2 separate regions of the Hordeum vulgare genome follow, and region 2 is linked to region 1. Evidence: chromatin contacts called from public Hi-C data. All regions are on one chromosome and are shown on one strand. Each heading gives the region's core, a stretch centred on a gene start, on an enhancer-like site or on the middle of the called end of the contact. The rest is flanking DNA. Distances are from core to core; before and after follow the strand shown.

Region 1 (7,328 bases), core at 3,008-5,507:
CGAAGTTATCAGCTTCAGGGAAGGAGACCATAATGAAGAGTTCAACCACATCATCTAGACCTACTTAAGAACCAAAGCTGAAGAGGATTTCATTTAGGAAATCCACGCTTCGCAAGCTTTAATCAGGGAATCACACAGACTTTGAATCTCCTAGCCATGTTAGTACCCAAAAAAGGGTGAATTTTGATGGCCCGTAGCCAAAACCCTTGGTTGTCCATAGCAATGTAAGCAATAGCGAGTTAGATAAGATCTGCAAGTCGATGACAGAATTAATCCATGACTGGAAACGAAGAAGAAAATTGGTAAAAATAAATAAATTCGCAGATACTAATCGGAGAGGCAAGGGGAAACATGTGGCAAAAATCCAAGCCAAAATCGTAACAGCAGAGCGCAACCGAGGGGACATCTCATCAGAGATCGGGGCGCACAAAAATCACGGGTGAAATCCCCTCAGAACCTCAACAAACGAAACGACTTGGACCCATAAATCTCAGAGTTCCAAGCGCCCAGGCAAACCTCGCAATCAAATCTTCCACGGGAACTGGTTCTAAAAAATTCTAAACGGCCGAAGCACACATCTGCTCGTAGAGAAGAGACCATCTAAAACGTGCAAGTCAGAGCCCCGCAAAATTCCCCATCGCGTCTTCCCCAAGAGCAGCCCAAAAACGCCCCCACAGACCTCCCAGACGCGACCGAACCACCGAGAGAGAGAGAGAGAGAGAGAGGAGAAATCCGTGAAGGATGAAGCGAAAACACGCCAGGATATGACGAACCGAACAGCAAAAACACGACAGATTGCCCGCAAAATCGCCCCAAAGCCCACGGCGGAAATCCCAGCCGGGAAGCCTCGGCCGCCGACGGAAAACCCATCTCACCGGAGATTACGCCGACACCCTGCGAAATTCAACCAACCAATCCGCGGGCGAAGCTCACCTGCCTCGGATCTGGGGAGAAGCGCGCCCGGGCAGCGCCTCACGCGCAGCTCGGACGCCCCTGCACCGCGCGCGTGGACGACGACCGACGGCCGGGGACGTAGCGCCTGCTGCCCTCGGCCTCGCCGCGTCCACCGGGGAGGAGACGCGCCGCTGGGGGTCCCCGCGGCGGAGGCTGATCGGGGGCGAGGGAGGAGGCGGCGAGTGGGCGAGGTGGTCGGTTGTGTTTGCCTGTGGGGAAGGCTTGGCTTGGCTTGGCGGGCGCAGGATACAAGTAGAGGAGGAGGAGCCGAGCAGGGAAGGGAAGCCCGGGTGGGAGGGCGGATGTGCGAGGTGGGTGGGGCTTCGGGGGGGTAAACGCAAGTTTGCCCGTTTGAAAATTAGGGTCTGCGACGGAAGTGCTTGTTGTTTCGGTTTCAGGGACGCCGTGCGGCCTGGGCCTTGTTGGGCCGCCGCTTCGGCTTCGAAGGTGTGTTTTGGTTGGTGGGGAAGAAAGAAAAACACATGGCAATTGTTTTTTTTTTTGCAGCGATGCCCCCATGCTAGATGGTTATTATGTTACGTGGAAAGTTTGAGGACGCGTTTGGTTCTTGGCCGAATAGAGTTTGCCGCGCTTTTTCTAGCGCTAAACCGCGGGAAGCCGCACGACGTTTCAAAGACAATTCCGTTGCCAGAGCCGTTACATGGTTTTGAAAATACGAGAGTATACAACAATGTGAGGAAGTGGTCTAATAAAGTATGACACATTCGCGACAATGACCCATAAAACAAACAATGCTCAGCCAATGCGTGTGGCAAAGTAAAACATGACTATAGACCAAATGTGTCCTACAATTCAAGAGGTTGTGTAAAAACTACAAACTTATTACGTTATTAGGACATTGAGTTGGGATTCAAACACTTCCTAAAACTTCATCGACATGGGGGAGCCATTCCTCTTTTCTCACTTATCTATCTTCTCTTGCGTTTGAGTTTTCTTTCCTCGTTTCCTCAACATGCTCCTCCTCCTCTCTTCCATGTTGGCTTCGTCGACCGACGAGGAGGCGGGAGAGGGGATCAATCCCCTGACCCCGCCATGCCTATACTCACCATGTTTTCTGCATCCCAAGTGGTTGTGTTTTACCTATCTCAAATAATGAACCGGATCGTGTATCTTTCTTCCTTCCTCCACTCATCTCATCCATGGTGGTTGGAGAAGGATTCGGCAAGGCCGGGAGGAAGCAGATCCGGGCCCTGCGCCGGGCTTGGGTTGGTGTTGTTGTTGATTCTCATATTCGTATTCATGTTCTCTGCAATCTGAATGTCATCGTGGTGGTAGCATTTTCGGAGGTGGAGAGTTACTGGGTCTGAGGCCTAACTTCATGTTCTTTTCTTTCTTATCCCTTTTATCCCCTATCCTTTTCTCCAATTAGGTTCATGTATGTTGCTAGCCTCTTAGCTACATCTCTCTAGCATCTATCATGTTATGTTCTCTCACTACTCCCCTTGAGATCCAACAAGGATGGCTTGAGACCCTTTGGATGATTTCCTTTATTATTACATGGCTTAGGGCTCGGTCCCTCCCATCGATATTTTCTTCACCATCTTATGTGTTGGGAAGAGGCCATCTTTCTCCCATATATTTGCATCTGACCTGGGGGCCCCGCGGATGAGGTTCATCGGGGGCGAGGGAGGAGGAGGCGATGGTGGTGAGATTGTCGATTGTGGTCCATGCGGCTTGACGGGTGTAGGATACAAGAAGAAGAGGGGGCATGAGGAGGCGAGCAGGGAAGGGCGGGTGTGAGGGTGGATATGCGAGGTGGGTAAGGTTCCGTGGGGTAAATGTAAGTGTGTCCATTTAAAAACTAGGGGCGGGAATGGAGGTCTTGTTTTAGTTTCGGGAACACTTGTTGGGTCGTCGTATTGCCTTCGGAGGGTCTGGTGGGGAGCAAGCACAAGGCGATCTGTGTATATTTTCTTTTTGCAGTGATGCCCTCGTGCTAGATGGTTATTATGTTACTTGGGAATTTGGGGGGCATATTTGGTTCATGGCCGAGCAAAGCTTTCCCGCGCTTTCTACCACTATAAAGCGCGACAAGCTATATAACGTTCCATTAATATTTCAGTTATTAGTATCCGTTACATTGTTTGAAAGAATGACGTGCCTATGCCAAAGTGAGGCAATATGCTAATAAAGTGTGACACGTGACGACAAAACCAGGGAACAACTAGTAACAGTAGATATCCCTTAAATGTATGGGCGAATAAGACATGGGTAGAACCAAACATGCAATACGATTCATGAAGCTATAATAATCTCTGGAATAATTTGATTAGCAAAGCCGTTACAAAGTTTTAAAAAATGGCGGGTATATTGCAACGTTAGGGCGGGCTTCTAATGAAGTGTGACATGTTTTAAAAAACATTGAAACAAACAATAGCTCTAGGTGCAAACCAGATGTGTGGCAAAGTAAACTATGAGTACATATCAAGATGTGTCCTACATTTGAAGAGGCTACCACAATGGACGACATTTGTGGATCTGCAAAGAACTCATCTGAATGGTAGGGGAAAGGCATCCACTTGGAAAAACTCATCTGAGTGGAGCTTGGGGAAGGATACAACCACTTCCATCGCCGAAGGGCAAAGAAAATCGAAGGCTAGCGCTTAAGGATGTTGTGGGAGGAAGATGGAGGTGCTACTCTTAGTCGGTAGGTGAAGGAGGTTGAGGCGTGCGCCGTCGCCTCTCGATCGGTCAATCGAGAGAGAGAGATATAGAGATAGATAAAGTGAGGGAGAGAGAAAGAGAGAGAGAGAGAGAGAGGGGGCGAGCGAGCGAGAGAGGGAGGGAGGGAGAGTGAGAGGAGACCCGATGGTTCTCTTTGACCTCTAGAGACGTGGACCCCCCTCCCCTGTTAACGCGTATCGGGCCGAAAAACCATCAACAACCAAATGCGTTGACGGGTTTCCTTTTACTAGTGGGTTCCGCATCATGGGTTGTAAGGGGGGGGGGAGGGGAAGCTACCGGGCTACATAACGGGCCCTAATTGATATTGGGTTTTCAAACTGATCTTAACTCTTCCATATCCTACTAGGTTATCAAATAAAATATGTTTTTATAGTAAGCTAATAAATGTCAATTCAATCAGCAAATCCATCTTTAGCATGCAATTGCTGGATCGTATTAATTCACTAGAATATTAATGCAACCCGGCAATTACATAGCTTTTGGGTAGTGCACAACTTTCCCAAAAATGATCAGATATTGTGATTCTGAAGGGTCCGCACTGCAAATTGCCCACCGGTGTGGTGGTTTGCTAACTGAACAGTGGGCCCGTCGTGACAGAGTGGTTACCACCATCCTCGGCCGCGCCATCTCCACCGTCCGCCGTCAATCCTCACCGCGCCACACCCACCGCCCAGATGGCCGCCGCCGGCGCCTTCTCCCCCCTCTCCGGCACCCTCCTCCGCCGCCGCATACCCCTCCACCATCACCGCCGTTTCCTCTCCATCGCGGCCGCTGCCTCGGAAGCCCCCGCGCCTGCTCCCACCCCGTCCCAGCCGCCACCGCCGCCGCCGCGTCCACGCGGGAAGGGGTACTTCCCCAAGAAGAACGAGATCCTCGAGCTTACCTGCGAGGGGCTCGCCTTCAAGGGGAAGGGCGTCTGCAAGGTCGACGGCTCCTCCTTCGTCCTGCTCTGCGACGGCGCTCTCCCCGGCGAGCGCCTCGTCGCCCGCGTCCGTCGGCTCCGCCGCGGCGCCTTCGCCGAGGCCGCCAAGCTCAAGACCCTCTCGCCGCACCACGACGCCGTCGAGGCCCCCTGCCCCCTCGCCGCCGACTGTGGCGGCTGCAAGAGCCAGTCCCTCGCCTACTCTGCGCAAATCCACCACAAGTACGTTCAGGTCCGCGACTTGCTGGTAAATTTCGGCAAGTTTGATCCCAGGAAGTTGGAGAGCTCGGATTCCGATGCCATACTCAAGCCCATCGTGCCGTGCGACGAGATTTTTCGGTACAGGAACAAGGTGAGGTTTGGGTTTGGGCCTTTGGGGGTTTAGGAAGGGTTTGGGGTGTGGGTGGTGATGCATTTGCTGCCATGTTTGTAGATGGAGTTCTCGTTTGGGACGAAGAGGTGGATGAAAAGGGAGTGGAAGGAGGAGAAAGAGGAGGTGTCAAAGGGGGAAGAGCTGGAGACTGATGGTTATTCGCTTGGCCTGCATGCACCGGGGTTCTTTGACAAGGTGCTTCATGTCGAGACGTGCTTGCTGCATAGTGATCCGGCAGATAAGGTAATGAACTGGTTGATGAGAATGCACTGGATTTGCTTCCTGAAAAAAGAGTATCAAATTCAGTGTGTCAGTACCAACTTTTTTTTTTTTTTTGATTGGTTGTTGATGTCGGATGGTAGAGATATATAACTTATATTGTTAGCTTGGTGGTAGCATCATACATACTGTTCCGGTTGATTAGCTTGACACTCTAAAGCTAGGCTTTTAATTCTCTGAATGTAAGTAATGTATTGCTATATCAGATAAAATACACACATGCATTGCTAAGATGATTTTGCTTACATACTGAAGTATATTTCTTAGATCTATCTGTTCAACTCTTAGGATCATTCTTCACTTGAAGTCTACTATGCTGATTGTGTCAAAGCTAGACTGTTTGTGCCATATTTGCAATGCAAATGCTATGTTGCTGGGGAATTACTGAGCTTGGCTATATTTCTGGGACCATCATGTTACCTGGTGGTGGTAGCGGTCTGGTGTAGTTTGGTTTGATTTTGTTTGTTCGTTCACTTTCTTTTGGGTGTGTGATTATGTTATCGTACTATCGTTGAATTGGTGAGCACATAGCATATTCGTTCTTGATGTTTGATTACAGGGAATGTTGAATTGATTAATTGCTAATTTCCATAGGTTCTTGCAGTTGTTCAAGGAAGTTGGACGGATCCGGCTCTTGGCCTCACGCCTTACGATGTCTACAAGCACACTGGGTTTCTCAAGCATTTAATGATACGAACGGGAAGGTATAGTGACCCATCTGATTGTTTTTTCCCCCACTTGATTCAACAGTAATGCAGCTGATGATGTATATCTCACTTTCCATGAATCCGGATGTGCATTTCTGATTCGTAGTATGTCATCATATCTACTCCCTCCGTTCCTAAATATAAGTCTTTTTAGAGTTTTCACTAGAGGACTACATACGAATGTATATACACACACTTTAAAGTATAGATTCACTCATTTTATTTTGTATGTAGTCCCTTTGTGGAATCTCTAAAAAGTCTTATATTTAGGAACAGAGGGAGTACTGTTTACTGCATGCAAATTTCATGCTTGGTATAGTTCCAGACATACTAATATTATTGCTACTCAAATAAACAGAATGGTACTAATACAATGCACTCAAATAAACTAGTATACAATAACAAATTAAATTGATAAACTGTGAATTACGTTTTTATCTTTGGCCTCATTAGCTGCTTGGCCATATATTGATATCTAGAAAGGCATTATTTACAAATCTTCCAGTTAAGAAAGTATAGTTGTTAAGGCAGGGACAGGTCATGTTGTTTCCCACCAAACAAAGTCGCCATTCAACCTTTTTGTTACTTTTTGAACAATCTTTTTGTCTGATGGATGCTTTAAAGACTCCATTTTTTTTATTTCAGAAATGTCAGCACTGGAGCTCCAGAAGTGATGGTCAATTTTGTGACATCATGTTATAAACCTGAGCTACTGGTTCCTCTTGTGGATAGAATCACAAAAATATCTGAAGTGGTACATAATTGAATCTTTCCTGACATGTTGTTTAATCTACTTTGCTAATCATATATCTCAGTAGAACTCTTTTATGCCACACCGGTATTGATATGCATCTACTGCTAATGTAGGTAAGTGTTGTAAATAACGTGAATACATCTGTTGGCAATACATCCGTGGGTGAACAAGAATATACCTTGTACGGGAAACCAACCATTACAGAGATGTTGAGAGGACTTACATTCCAGATATCTGCCAACTCCTTTTTCCAGACTAATACAAAACAGGTTTGTTTATGTTATAAATGCATGATCAGAGCATGGTAGCATATTTTTCCAGTCACCATTGCAGCATGTCATGTCATGTCATGTCATGTGTCTCCTATGTTTTTTTGCCGTTTAGTTCAATGGAAGCATGCAAATAGCTTTTGAAAAATAGCATACCCTGAGGAGGTGGCACATTTACTCAGCTGAAGAAACTACGTACTGAATTTCAGAAATATGATTGTTGGAATGAAGTCATTTTCTGGTGGTGTAATAGCTGGATGTCTAGTACTTTTAATTTTATCAATACATTCCCCATGTCTGCATTTGAAAGTAGTGTGGTTTTCCTGCAGGCTGATGTTCTTTATAAGCTTATTGAAGATTCTGC
Region 2 (7,328 bases), core at 1,407-3,906, 260 kb after region 1:
TCCCCAAGACCGCTGTCGACTGCTTGCGTCGGCAGGGGTCCGAAGAACTTAGACTTTTATTGTTGAATTTTCTGATTGTCCCTTGGTGTTGGCTAGCAGAAAACTTGTGAAATGGGGACAACCTATGAGACTCTCACGGCGGAGAGGAATCAGTTCGCTGGTGAGCTTGATGCGGCGCTGCTTGCAATGGCTGGCATGAAGGATGCTCTGGCTGGACGAGAGAAGTCATTGGAGCAGGCTCGTGAAGAGAACAAAGTGCTGACTGAGGAAGTTGAGAAGATGGGGAAACAGAGGACTGCTCTGATGGGACAGATGGACGTGCTGAACAAACGATGCATAGCTCAGGAGAAATACGTCAGCGACTGGGCTCGGCAGATGATGACGCGTCTGGCTGGTAAGTCATGTTTTTTCCGAGTGCTTGTGGTATGTGCGTCACACTCGGCGCTTATTGTTTGCGTGTCCTTCTGTTGCAGATTTTTGCATTGATGCTGAAGTTGAAGCAGCTGACGTGGAGCGGTCGATTCGCGATAACGTTCCACGCGGCGAAGACGCCAATCGGGATCTGCTCCGGGCGCACATCCGCGTGGGCAAAGTTGGCCCTTTCATCGGTCGACTGAGAGAAGTCGTCGGCCGAATTGACAAGGAGCTTTGGCCAGAAGATGAGTCGCGGCAGGAGATGGAGAACTTGATGACTCGACTGGAGGAGATTCCGAACTGAGTGCAGTCATGGAAGAAATCTGCAGCTCGTTGTGGTGCAGATGTTGCTCTGTCCCTGGTCCGAGTTCATTGCAAGGAGGTGCGCGAGGAGAAGCTGAAGACATTGAAGGTCGCCAACATGAAGAAACTTCGATTCGAAGACTTCATGGAAACTTTCCTTGAGAGAGCCACCCGCATCGCCGACGATATTGATCTGGACACGTTCGTAGAACCCTCCAGTCCTGGCGCTAATCCAGATGATGCGTAAGAAGACTTTTATCCTCGGTATGCCGAGTGCTGATCTGTAAGGAACTTTGGCAACTGCTGTTGGCCGTCATATGCTTGGATCGGTGCGGGTAAGCTTGATCCGCACCGAGTGAACTGTCTTTGTTGGAACTTTTGAATCTGAATCAAATCGTTTGCTCTTGTGTTGCAATTTTGATTCGAATTTTTTGTTTGGCGTTTCTGGGTGAAGCCAATGGCAAACATGCGTAGCACGTAAGTGTTACTCATGTATTTAGGCGATTCTGTATCGCAGCTAAATCTCCGAGTGTATGCTTGGAGAAAGTTGATACTTAGGCGATTCTTGATCGCATCTAAGTCTCGGAGTGTGGCGTGAAGTGCACACTCTAAGAAAGTTAAAACTTAGGCGATTCTTGATCACAGCTAAGTCCCCGGGTGCGGCGTTTAGTGCACAGTCGGAGAAATTTATTACTTAGGTGATTCTTGATCACAGCTAAGTCTCCGAATGCGACGTTTAGTGCACACTCGGAAAAATTTATTACTTAGGTGATTCTTGATCACAACTAAGTCCCTGAGTGCGACGTTTAGTGCACACTCGAAAAAAGTTATTACTTAGGTGATTCTTGATCACAGCTAAGTCCCCGAGTGCGACGTTTAGTGCACACTCGGAAAAACGGAGGAAGTAATATATACAATGATTTAGTGTTCTCCTTCCGTCAAATAACTGACATGTATTTACATAATTTGTATTTTAAGTTTTATAATATGAATGAGGCATATTTTACTAACAAAAAGCTGACATGTACAATGATTTAATGTTCTTCTTTCGCCAAATAGCAGCGGATATGGCTATATGATGAATTTTGATTTGTGCACATCCGGACTCCCTGCAAAGTTTTTGTAAGTTTGCTTTTAGGAATTAGAGCAACTCCAGCGGAACGACTTATTTCATCCGTCGTTGTTTGTTTGGGTCTGTATGTACAAATGTGATGACCCAACGCATGAATTCATTGTCAAAACATGCCCGTTTCGCGTCCGCGTCGATCCATTCCCAACCCAAATTTGAAATTGAAATGCGTCGACCCGTACGCGTGACCTTTCGGTATCCGTCCTATCCACACCCGCCGGTCGTTTAACTACCCGTGATCAACTTAATTAATGACAGCCACCCTTCGCAGGCCCGTGCGTTCGCGACCGTGGCCGACCTTTTTTAATCCGAGCGTGCGGTGGGGTTCGGTCTCATCTGCTTCCAGACCCCGTCCCCATCTCGCCACCTATCTGCTCCCTCGTTCGCGACTAACCCTAGCCAGCAGCCATGGTCGGCTCCACCCAAAACAAGGGCAAGCCTCCTGTCGTCTATCCCCGCTCGATGTGTCCGGAGGAGGTCGCCTACCTCCAACATAGGAGGGCGCTGCGCCTGACGGAGGAGCGTGCTCGTGCTGTGCTACTGTTGTCATTGTCGTCACCAGCACTACCCGCACCGGCACAATCTGACCTTACCGGACCCGACGCCGACGACGAGGACGCCTAGGATAGCGCGCCGTATTTTTTTTACGCGCCGTTAAATAAATCGGACCAGCGTTAGATGCATGGATCGACCCAAATGCAGAAATCGGACGTCCACATCCGTCGGACAAAAGTGTCATACATTTGGGTCGGTCGATTGGAGTTGGTAGCCGGACGCGTCGGTATGCAAAAAATGATTCGGACACCGCGGACCTCTGTTGTCCATTTGCGACACGGGTGTCTCCAACGGTCCAACCCCGCCGGCCGCCGCCGCCACACCGCGCAGCGCTGATTTGGGCGCCTGCTCGCCGCCTCGAGCCGCCGCAGCATCGTCCTGTCCATCGCCTTCAGCCGCGATACCTCCTCCGGTACTCCCGCCGTCCTCCTCTTTCTACCATGCCTCGAACCGCCACACACCCGCCGTCGCGGCGAGCTCCAGCCGTCTCCGGGATGCCCTCAAGAAGACCTCCTCCTCCCGCTGCGCCCGCGAAGCGCGGAATCGAGGATTTGGTGAAGCGAGGGTGTTGCTGAACGGGCCCCTAGGTCTTGCCGCCGGCCGCCCTCGCCCTCGCCATGGACGGTCATGGAGATCCCCACCACAGGCGTCACCCTCAAACTCCTGCCCCTACCGACTCTCGATACCCCCAGTTTGAGGAGCAAGGTACTCCCCGCAGTCATGAACCGCCGACGAAATTGACAGCGGAGAAGGAAGCGAGGAGGCAAGCTAAGATGCGAGGAGGCCGTAGATCTGGAGCTGGAGCAGGGAGCCAGCCAGCTACAGACGGAGGACCTCCCTGAAACCACACTAGGTTCCCCCGTCGGCCACACCATGGGAAGCCATGGCCACCCTGAAACTCCTCGTGACATTCAACACAGCGAGGTGCAAGCTCACGATCAGTGGCAAAGCGGGAACCTTAATCAAGGGGGGCCAAAAGGGATCACATACAAGATATAAAGACGAAGATTCGAGAAACCGGGGGATTAGAAGAGGTATTAGGATTAGGAGGATGGAAAATTTTGCCTCAAAGGGCGGTCCAGTGCCCGAGTTTGTCACGCCCAAGCTCCGCCGCTGCTCCTGACGAGTCTCGTAGGGAAGACTCTTCGACAGATACTGCTGTGTGAGCTTTTCCCCCTTGCCCCTTTTACGAGCAGCTAACTATTGCCATTCAAAAGAGAAACTTTGATCATAAGAGCAATACAACACCAGCTTAGACATGATTTTCTTTTAGTTATGATGATTATATGCCGACATAGAAAAGGTTTTGGCCAGTACCAATATACGGTGGTCTCTTTCTCATATATGTATTACATCAGTGGGTTAAAAATACATACCAATCGCAGTTTCTATAATTACGGGATGGTGATAACATACCAACTATGCAGCAATAAGATCTTAGCAAACCTAACTTCAGATCTTTCAACCTTTGCAGCTTGCCCGCAGCCACGAGAGGACGTATCCGCCAGAGCCTTCTCTATTCAGCTCGCCCCAGGCGATCCAGGAGACCTACATCAGATAAGCTACCGTAAGTGTGACTCTAGCTGCCGTCTTCTCTGTTTCCATTATGGTTACCTACCGCACATGTGCCTATTACCAGTCCGTAACATATTAGCTATTTAAAATACTCCCTCCGTCCGGAATTACTTGTCGCTGGAATGGATAAAAAATGGATGTATTTAGAACTAAAATACGTCTATATACATCTGTTTCTTTGACAAGTAATTCGGGACAGAAGGAGTATTTATTACACTAGCCTTCAGTCCTTGTAGATAAACTAGAATGCCATGGTCATTATTGCAGCACCTCCCGTCATATCTTATCAGTGATGAGTGAGCGTATTCCCGTGCTTGTTTTGGTTAGGGTTGAGGAGCATGCGGGTGAGGTAAGCAGCAGGGAGTTTGAAGCCCTGACACTTGATCAATCACGCCCTACCCCTGAGACAACTCACAGGTATGACCATTCTATGTTGGTACTTCTCTTTGAATGACGGGTGCTTGCTCCCATGGATTTCTGTGCAAGTGCAATCTATAAAGTTCGATGCACTTCCAAGGTTTAGAAAAATCTATCTTGGAACTCTAGAGTAATTTTTATTGCTAACACACGCATAAGTTTTGCAAATTGTCTACATCTACAGTGCATGTATGGAGCTCCTTAGAATCATTGCTTAATATTTATCGATTTGTTTTGCTTTTTGAATCTCCAGGTTTATCTTGTTTCTTGTTACTAACAAGTTACAAATTTGCAAATGTAGCATACGAAACGTATATAAATTAATCAAGCGTAATAAATGAATCGAATAATGGAGAAATTGGCATCTGACCAGTATGTAATTGGTGTGCTGTGAGCCTGTGGTGCCACAATGTGTGTAAGCATTATGAATTACCATTTTAATTTCTAGATAATATTTCTAGGGGATTTGCATGAACTGCTATTGCATTTAGCAAATTAAGTTTATAAGCCCATAAAGCACAAACTAATGATCTACTAGGTTGCAACTCGTAACACCACCGGCACATGAGTGGCCATGAGGGCTGCTGCTGTTCCTTTAGGGTAACCAAGGTCTTTTTCTTTTCTTTAGAGAGATGAATTCACCCATTCAACACTTGCAGGCAAGCTGGAACTGCAACCCATGTTCGGCAAAGTGTTCTATATTCAGGCCGCCTCAGGCGGTCCCGTGACAGACGAGAACAAGAACCATCACCGAATGAGCTAATGTAAATTTTCTTAGTTATTTCTGATATTCTTTGTGTGCCTTTTTACATGAGCATTTGATAAAGGGTCTGTTTTGGCTATTATATGTACTCTCATAAATAAATAGTTTTTATTATTAGTTTTTTTAAAGAAGTTAGCAATTCTTTCCTTTACTTCCATATTCACCGACCAACATGTTTTCATCAGGGTTGAGAAGAATGCTAGCAAGGTGAGCAGCGGTGGGGGACCTACAGTTACAGATCTACCTGAATTAACTGATAGGTACAATATTGTTGTTTAGTTATTAACTTATTATTAATTGGGTTTTGGTTTGTTGAAATGACAGGTGCTTATTATGACCTGCATGCGTTCTTCATATCATTCAAATATGTTTGATTCGTCGACTTGATAAAACTTGTTACAGAATATTATTTATTTCAAATATCTGTTTTGGCTATTATTTGCTCTGCAGTTCTCATTGAAAAATATATATTTTATGCAACGCTAATTTCTTTTATAGATGCTAGTAATTATTCCCACACTTCTATAATCACCAACCAACATGTTTTGGTCAGGGTTGAGAAGAATGCTGGCAAGGTGAGCGACATTGAGGGTCCTGCAGTTAAGGCTCCACCGTAAGTGTGCCTCTAACAAATACAGCATATTATTTTGCAACATTACTACATTGGTCTCTGCAGAGCTCCTTAAAATGAAAAACGAGAATGCCTGGTTATTATTGCAATACCTTCATCACAATAGTCGCTAACTAATGAGCATATTGGTTCGATTATCTGTTTGCTCAGGGTTAAGGAGGATGCCATTGAGATGCGCAGCAGGGAGTTTAAAGCACCGACACCTGCTCAGTCACTTCCTACATGTAACCCAACCCAAAGGTATTGCATTCCCCTCTTTTTTGCACAGCTCTTGAACCATGGGTTAATAATTATTGATTGATTTTTTTATTACTCTCTATGTTTATCTATTTGTTTGTCACTCCCTCTATAAGCAAATATAAGACGTTTTAGGTGACTATTGTAGTGACCTAAAACGTCTTATACAGTATTCGTTTACGGAGATATTACTATTTACTGCTTAGAAGCCTCAAATTAATAGAAATGTACCTGTAGCATTCTTTCATGAGTTCGATATCAATCAAATATGCTTAATTCATCATCAACGTCACAAAAAAATGTTGAAGAAGATTATTTATACCAAGCAAATGATAGCTTTGGAATAACCACTGACTGTGCGGACATTTTGTTTCTTTAGGTCCAGAAAACGTGATTATTATGCTGCGGACAGTAAGGGTCGCTCTGAAATTTTTGAGGAGATGCTCAAAGGTGTATCAGAGCCTTGGTATGTAATAATGATTTTGCTCTTATTCGTCTCATATTATATTTGTTTTGTGCTCCCCCTGTAAAGAAATATAAGAGCGTTTAGATCACTACTTTAGTGATCTATAAACGATTTATATTTCTTTATGGAGGGAGTAATTTGTAAGTCTTAAATGCATTGTTGTAGCAAGAAGCTTCAGAGCACCACAATTTTACTTGTATATATACATGGATCAAAATAAGGAAACAGCCACAACAACAAAACTACGTGTCATTAGTGCAGTGTGGCATATAGCCCTAGATGCACGACGAGATAACTAAGAAAGAGAGCCAAACATCATGGTTCTAACCTGTTATGACCGGCACCACTTATAGCCGGAGGAGGCCCAATGGGCCCGTTTAGTTAGGGGCTTAGCCCAAGTTATCTTTTATTAGCAGCAAGGTTATATAAACAGTTGTAAGACACCCTTTTGGAATTAAGCAATAAGACATATTCTATTCCCCGGCTTCCAGAGGAGCCGGAATCCCTAACCCTAGCCGCCGCCTCTCCACCGTACGAGACGGCGCCCTCGCGTCGGCCGCCGCGCCCTCGCCCACGCCAGCCTCCCTCCTATCCGTACAGCCTCCAGCCAAGACCTTGTAGGATCCTAGCTCCTACCAATTTGGTATCAAGAAGCTTGGGTTCGTTCATGTTTTCGCCGCCGCCCTCCCCATCCCTTCCGCTGCCGACCTCCACCACCGCCCCGCTCGCCACCACGGCCGGCGTCCCACACGTGTCCGTGCCGGTCACCTCCGCCGCTCCACTTCCCGCCGTCCTCACCCCAGAGGAGCTCACAGGAGCGATCCGCGACCTCGCCACC

Evidence for each region. A called contact is a pair of places that touch in the nucleus more often than the background predicts.
Region 2: a Hi-C map of leaf shows a contact between it and region 1, with 2.4 times the contacts expected there. The contact joins the promoter of LOC123442895 here to the promoter of LOC123442894 in region 1. A contact is called at or near these places in 2 of 6 Hi-C or Micro-C datasets (leaf and seedling).

Annotation. Positions count from the first base shown.
Region 1 is chr3H:43,638,012-43,645,339 of MorexV3_pseudomolecules_assembly, forward strand. It overlaps LOC123442894, which reads left to right and starts at 4,258. Exons shown (of 11, transcript XM_045119071.1): 1 at 4,258-4,934; 2 at 5,016-5,198; 3 at 5,829-5,938; 4 at 6,587-6,695; 5 at 6,809-6,964; 6 at 7,294-7,328. The coding sequence starts at 4,335. It overlaps LOC123442893 (protein ALWAYS EARLY 3-like), which reads right to left and starts at 1,173. Exons shown (of 16, transcript XM_045119070.1): 1 at 934-1,173.
Region 2 is chr3H:43,895,448-43,902,775 of MorexV3_pseudomolecules_assembly, forward strand. It overlaps LOC123442895, which reads left to right and starts at 2,657. Exons shown (of 10, transcript XM_045119075.1): 1 at 2,657-3,563; 2 at 3,876-3,968; 3 at 4,304-4,393; 4 at 5,053-5,157; 5 at 5,342-5,416; 6 at 5,710-5,769; 7 at 5,938-6,027; 8 at 6,404-6,490. The coding sequence starts at 5,156.